2 separate regions of the Mus musculus genome follow, and region 1 is linked to region 2. A link is a contact called in public promoter capture Hi-C data. All regions are on one chromosome and are shown on one strand. The core of a region is the stretch at or near the end of the contact, and the rest is flanking DNA. Distances in the headings are between cores, read along the strand shown.

Region 1 (2,700 bases), core at 29-2,528, 100 kb before region 2:
GCAACTGTGCCAAACTCAAGCACAAACTCTAACTGGGGTCAAGACAAACCACCAACGGTGACACCTGAGGACTGCCCCTGCCCCAGAACTTGCTTCCTGTCTGAGTCTTCCCATGCCATACCCTGCTACTCAGCTCCAGGCAGAAATATCCTGATACCCCACCACCCTCTCAGACTAAGCCATAGAGGCAGCTCCAGGAAGGTATCCGCTGTGGGTAAATCCTGGGGCTAGAGCCCAAGTCAGACCATCAGACGGGAAGCATGCAGGGAGGTCACTCCAGGAGCTGAGGTAGGCAGGTGCCCCTCTGAACCCCATACTACGCGACGGGAGGTATTAGACATATCCCTAATCTTCTGGTCTCAGGGTTTACAGCCAAGAGCCCCACAGAACAGTGGGCTCCCCTCTGGTGGGCTCCAGTGGAGGGAGAAAAGGGTAGTCTCTGTCAACATGTTGCACTGCTGAGCCCTGAAGCTCCCATTTACGTATGGTGCTGCCCCACGCCAGCCTTCTGAGCCACAGAGGTCCTGCCAGGCATCAAGGGTCTCAAAACACCTGCCACAGCTGTCTGTCCATAGCTCTGCCAACCCGGTGCAGAGCAAACAGCCTCTTCCTGTGTGCTGTTACTTTCTGTAGAACACTTTCTAGAATGGTCCAACTGCACACACAGGATTCTTGTTCATAAACACACCCACCAAAACTAAAGGCTTCATCTGTCCCTTGAAACCTTCATCTTTAGCCGACAACCCTGGTTTCTGGCCCAAAAGGCAAATAAGGGGTTCCTGGCCCATCAAGTGGTAGTCTCTATGGCCCTACCACTTTGAACTGATACACTATTACCCACAATTCTCCCATGTAAGACTGAGGGGAGAAGCCAGGTGTGGTGGCCCATGCCTTTAAACCTGGCCCTCTCTTACTGAGGTCCAGCCTGATCTACAGAGGGAGTTCCAGGACAGTCAGGGTTACAGAGAAACCCTGTTTGGAAAAAACAAGGAAGGGAAGAGAGGGGAGGGGGATAAGGGGGAAAAGGATGGAAGGTGGGAGGGAGGGGGGAAGAAGGCAGAGAGGGGAGAAAGAGAGGAGAGAGAACAGAAAGAAGGAAAGTAGAGAGAGACTGAAGACAGCAGCTGGATAGCACCCAGGCCTCAGCCAGGGAGGCCCAGAGCAGCCTGGGGTCCCAAATGCTATGCAGGACAAACTCAAATGCATGCAACTGCTGGAGCCAGGCTGCATGACAGGGGTGTAAAGGTCTCCCTCCAAGGGAGCAGGTTCAGAGTCCAAGGAGATCCGTGCCCAGGACGCACAGTGGCTCCAGAGGATAGAATACAGCAGCCTCCGGTATGAGGGGACTGAGCAGCCCCACTCCACATGCCTGCTGCCATCTGTCCGGATCAGACCTGCCTGCTCTCTTCCCTTCCTCACGCTCACCCCACACTCGCCCTGCCGTCAGATTTCCCAGCAGACAGAGGGAAGGGCTTTCTGTACTTGCCCTACTAACTTCATGAACCCAAAATGCCAAAGGAGGAGTTTTCTCAATTTCTATTTTTCCAAAGAACTCTTACTTTTGAAACTCCTCTTATTGAAAACAAAAACAAAAAAACCAAAAACCCCTAAAGATATAAATGAAGTTCACAAAATGCAAACAACTGTCCAGTGTGCAGAAAGCCACACTGCCTCCCTGGCAGTTGAGACTGAAGATTTGAGAACGATGCAAGATGAGAAAGCACACTTAGAAACCTGTGCAGGAGCTGGAGAAATGGCTCAGCTGTAAAGAGCTTGCGGCTCCTGCAGAGGCCCCAAGTGGTAGGTCACAAGCACTGAACCCCAGCTACAGGGGTTCCAACATCCTCTTTTGGCCTCTTCAGGCCCCGTGCATGTACTCATGTAGACACAAACACCAGGCCCCATGCACATACTCAGTGTAGACACAGTAGACACAGACAAGCACATCATGGGCCTGCCCAGTGGCACTCTACAGCCACAGCAGACCCAAGATGCAACCTCTCCACACCTGCATGCAGCCTGCACTGCTGCTGCTGCCTCCCAAGCAACAGCAACTACATCCCAGTCTCCCACACACCTACATCCTAGCTGTCAAGACCCCTAGCTGCGCTGCTGGCCGGCTATGATCTAAAAACAGGTCAGAGGACTGTCTGAGCTCACACCCAAGGGCAGCCCACAGCACAACCACCATGTAAACTTATGTGAGCCACATACTGAGGGCTAAGGGTGCAGACGAGCAGGGAACATGCTCTGAGCACGAGGCTGTGTCCCCAGCACCTGACTAACAACTCACAGATCATCCACCCCATTCCAGACTGGCACATTAGAGCCTGTGCTGTCATGGTGACCAGGTGATTCTCGTGCCTACTTCTGCAGTCAGTCTTTAACCTAGAAGGATCCCCATCACATTCTCTTCAAAACCTTCTGTGCATATGTGTGGGTTCCCTTGCATGGATACATGCATGTGCGTGCTACAGCACATGCGTGAAGGACAGAGGAACTTCTCAGGCAGTATTCGTGCTTTCATTTTGTTTGAACAGCATCTCCCATTCTTTGCCTCTGCATACACAAGGTTAGCTTGTCTGCAGCTTACAGAGTTCTCTTGTCTCTAGCTCCACCTTTGCTGGAGTGCTGTGATGACAGATGCATACCTCCTATGTCCAGCCTTAAGTGTGTTCCAGGACAAAGCTTGCTGCCAAG
Region 2 (2,700 bases), core at 70-2,569:
ACTCCTTTGAGGAGAGAATACTATTTCAAGCAGTCTTTCCCTTACCTATTTACAAACTGTTTTAACAGTTTAAGTCCGGCATACAAAAGCCTGCACGATCAGCTGGCTCTATTAGGTTTAGAGCAGAAGTACATCTCTCTTGTGAGCCCTGCAGAGCTCTGCCAGTCCCCAAAATGGAAGCACAGCCCCTGCTGCACCAGCTGGTGGCGCTCTAGCTGGGATTCGAACACCATGCTCTACCGTGTCCTTTCCAGTTGAAATCATCTTTCCTAAGCACAGAACTCTAGCCTGCTAAATCAAAGGAATATCATGAAGATCGTAAGAGAACCCCAGGCACGGTGACACACTCCTGTAATCCCAACACTCAGGAACCTGAGACAGGAGGCAAGCCTGGGCTACTTGACCCTGTCTTAAAAAAAAAAAGCTAGTAAAAGAGCTGGCACAGGGTCATATCCTTTCACCTCCCCGTGCACAGAGATGCTTTTAAGTGCTCCCCATGAGGCGAGCCATGCTGGTTCATAGAGTCCCTGCCCAGCAGATTTGGTGTCTGCCAGTTGCACCTTTGAGACACCTGCTTGCTGGGCACAATGGCATATTCCTGTAAACAAGCACTTAGGAGGCTGAAGCAGGAGGATTGCTGCAAGGTCGAGTTGGCCTCTGGTGTGTAGTGAAACCCAGTTTCAAAAAAAAAAAAAAAAAATCGAGCAAAACTCCTGCTCGCCTTTCCTTGGCCAGTGCAGAAAACCTTTGAGCTTTGTTTAAATGGTCAGACTCCCAAACATTGGAGCCTTTTGAATGTGTTCTGAGACCTACAGTCAACTCGTGTCATTCCTGCTGTTTGGCTGTCTAGCAGAAATCTAGACTGGCTGACCCACTCCTCCGGTGGGCTCAGGTTTTCTGCTTTCTTGATTCCAGATTGTCAAATAGAAGTGTATATGCAATATGCACTGTGACCCTTGCGGCTAGGGCTGACGGGCCACTGTGTAGCCTGCTGGGTGGCCAGTGCACCTGTGGGGGCAGCGGGAGACTTGCTCCTCCCCCATGGCTGGCAGGGAAATGCCCATCCCAGAGGCCCCTCCCGCAGGTTGTGACTGGAACACAGCAGGCTGCCTTCTTCAGTTAAGTTCGGTCTTTGAAACTGACAATCTTTAAAATGTGAATACTGTAACAATATGTTTTCTTGGATTGTTGTCTTTAAAAGGATTTTTGTGAAGCAATTGATTTATCAAAGAAAAAAAAAATTAAAACCAGAAACATGCCTTGTGGACGATTGATTCTGTAAAGCTTGTGCCACCAAAGTGGACTTTGTCACTCCTAGGCAAGATCCTCAAGATTGCCACACACCTTGCAGTGACACCAGGGTGGGGAGTTGAGGCTACCCTAGCTGTTTGGCTTCAATTAGTTGACATTTTCTCAAGGAAAAAAAAAACTGCAAAGCAGATTTTTCATCGTAACATTTCATACACTGGATTATTTTGGCCTAACAAGAGAATGATTGATGGGTCCAGACCTGTCACCTTTGCTGGTCCCACACTGTAAAACCCCTTGCAAGGTGCCCCTGGACACGTGCAGGAGGTGTTGCAGGTCCCCAGTTTGTGCTTGGAACCGTGGACCAACAGGCTGTTTTCCTTCAGAAGTGTATCTAAGGGCCAGGGGTGATGCTCTCAGTTGGTATAGCGCTTGCCTGGCATGCACAGAACCCTGGGTTCAGTGGCCAGCACCCCATAATCCGGGCAATTGGGAGTAGAGGGTCAGAAAAGCAGAAGTCCAAGCTCAAAGTCGACTGCTTCCTAAGTCTGAGACAGGACAGACCATGTCTCAAAAGAACATCTGAAATTGACTTTGGGTGGCCAATGGCTGGAAGCATTTGACTTTCAGAAGGTGGAGATATGTGTCCTTGAACTCTGCTGTCCAAGGTGGATAGATAAGACCTTGGGCCACCAGTACCAGGCTCTCAAGGGTTTCCTTTGTGAGAAGGGAAAGTCTGGCTTACAGGTTTCACCAAGCTTGAAAATGATGTCTGTGGCTAACAAGACCCAACACGCCTATTTAGACAGAAACAAGCAGAGCAACGGTGGCCTAGCAGACACCACAGGTAGGTGACATGTTCAGATTAAAGCTTAGGGATTTGCATTTTGTTGATTTATACAGTGCTTAGCCCACAAGCCTTTCTATGAACTCAGAGGAAGCCCTGGTGTCATAGTTATATGTCTTTGTACAGTTAGAACTCTAGTCTTTGCTGTGTCCTATGAGCCCCACCCCCTTTTTCAGACCTAAATGTTGCCAGATATAGTGGCTCATGCTGATAATCCCAGTATCTAGGGTGCTGAGGCAGTGGAATTGCAGTTTCAAAAACAGCCTGGGCACATGGGACTGTGCCCAGTCGGGTATGGGGGTCCCTGGAATGAAGGTCCTTGAAGCTGGATGGGTAAGGATTCAGCGGTGACAAACAGAAACAAACACAGAGGCAGATGGAATCTGAGTGTATTCTGCAGCTCTCAAGCAGGGGATTTTATACATTAAAAAACCAAATGTTACATCTCTTAGAAGCTATAGCCAGTGAGACAATCACAAATACCAACAAAAGCCGGGCGGCGGTAGTGCACACCTTCAATCCCAGCACTTGGGAGGCAGAGACAGGCGGATTTCTGAGTTCGAGGCCAGCCTGATCTACAAAGTGAGTTCCAGGACAGCCAGGGC

Evidence for each region. Capture Hi-C pulls out chosen DNA fragments and counts their contacts.
Region 1: a promoter capture Hi-C map of liver shows a contact between it and region 2. The contact joins two enhancer-like sites. A contact is called at or near these places in 6 of 484 Hi-C or Micro-C datasets (bone marrow-derived macrophages, embryonic stem cells, liver and 1 more), 8 of 115 datasets of contacts at active chromatin or transcription factors (the 230-238 cell line, the HPC-7 cell line, bone marrow-derived macrophages and 4 more) and 3 of 9 other capture datasets (adipose tissue, liver and pancreatic islet).

What each region holds. Positions count from the first base shown.
Region 1 is chr17:31,505,208-31,507,907 of GRCm38.p6, forward strand. The region is part of intron 3 of Wdr4 (WD repeat domain 4); the gene reads right to left. Among named protein-coding and RNA genes, the nearest start is that of Wdr4, 5.9 kb to the right of the region's middle. Within about 2 kb of position 1,279, at least 9 of the 459 cell types and tissues checked have an H3K27ac peak or open chromatin away from gene starts, as enhancers often do. A contact at or near this core is called in liver, where this site is marked.
Region 2 is chr17:31,606,427-31,609,126 of GRCm38.p6, forward strand. It overlaps Pknox1 (Pbx/knotted 1 homeobox), which reads left to right. Exons shown (of 11, transcript NM_016670.3): 11 at 1-1,267. Among named protein-coding and RNA genes, the nearest start is that of Cbs, 29 kb to the right of the region's middle. Within about 2 kb of position 1,320, at least 4 of the 459 cell types and tissues checked have an H3K27ac peak or open chromatin away from gene starts, as enhancers often do. A contact at or near this core is called in liver, where this site is marked.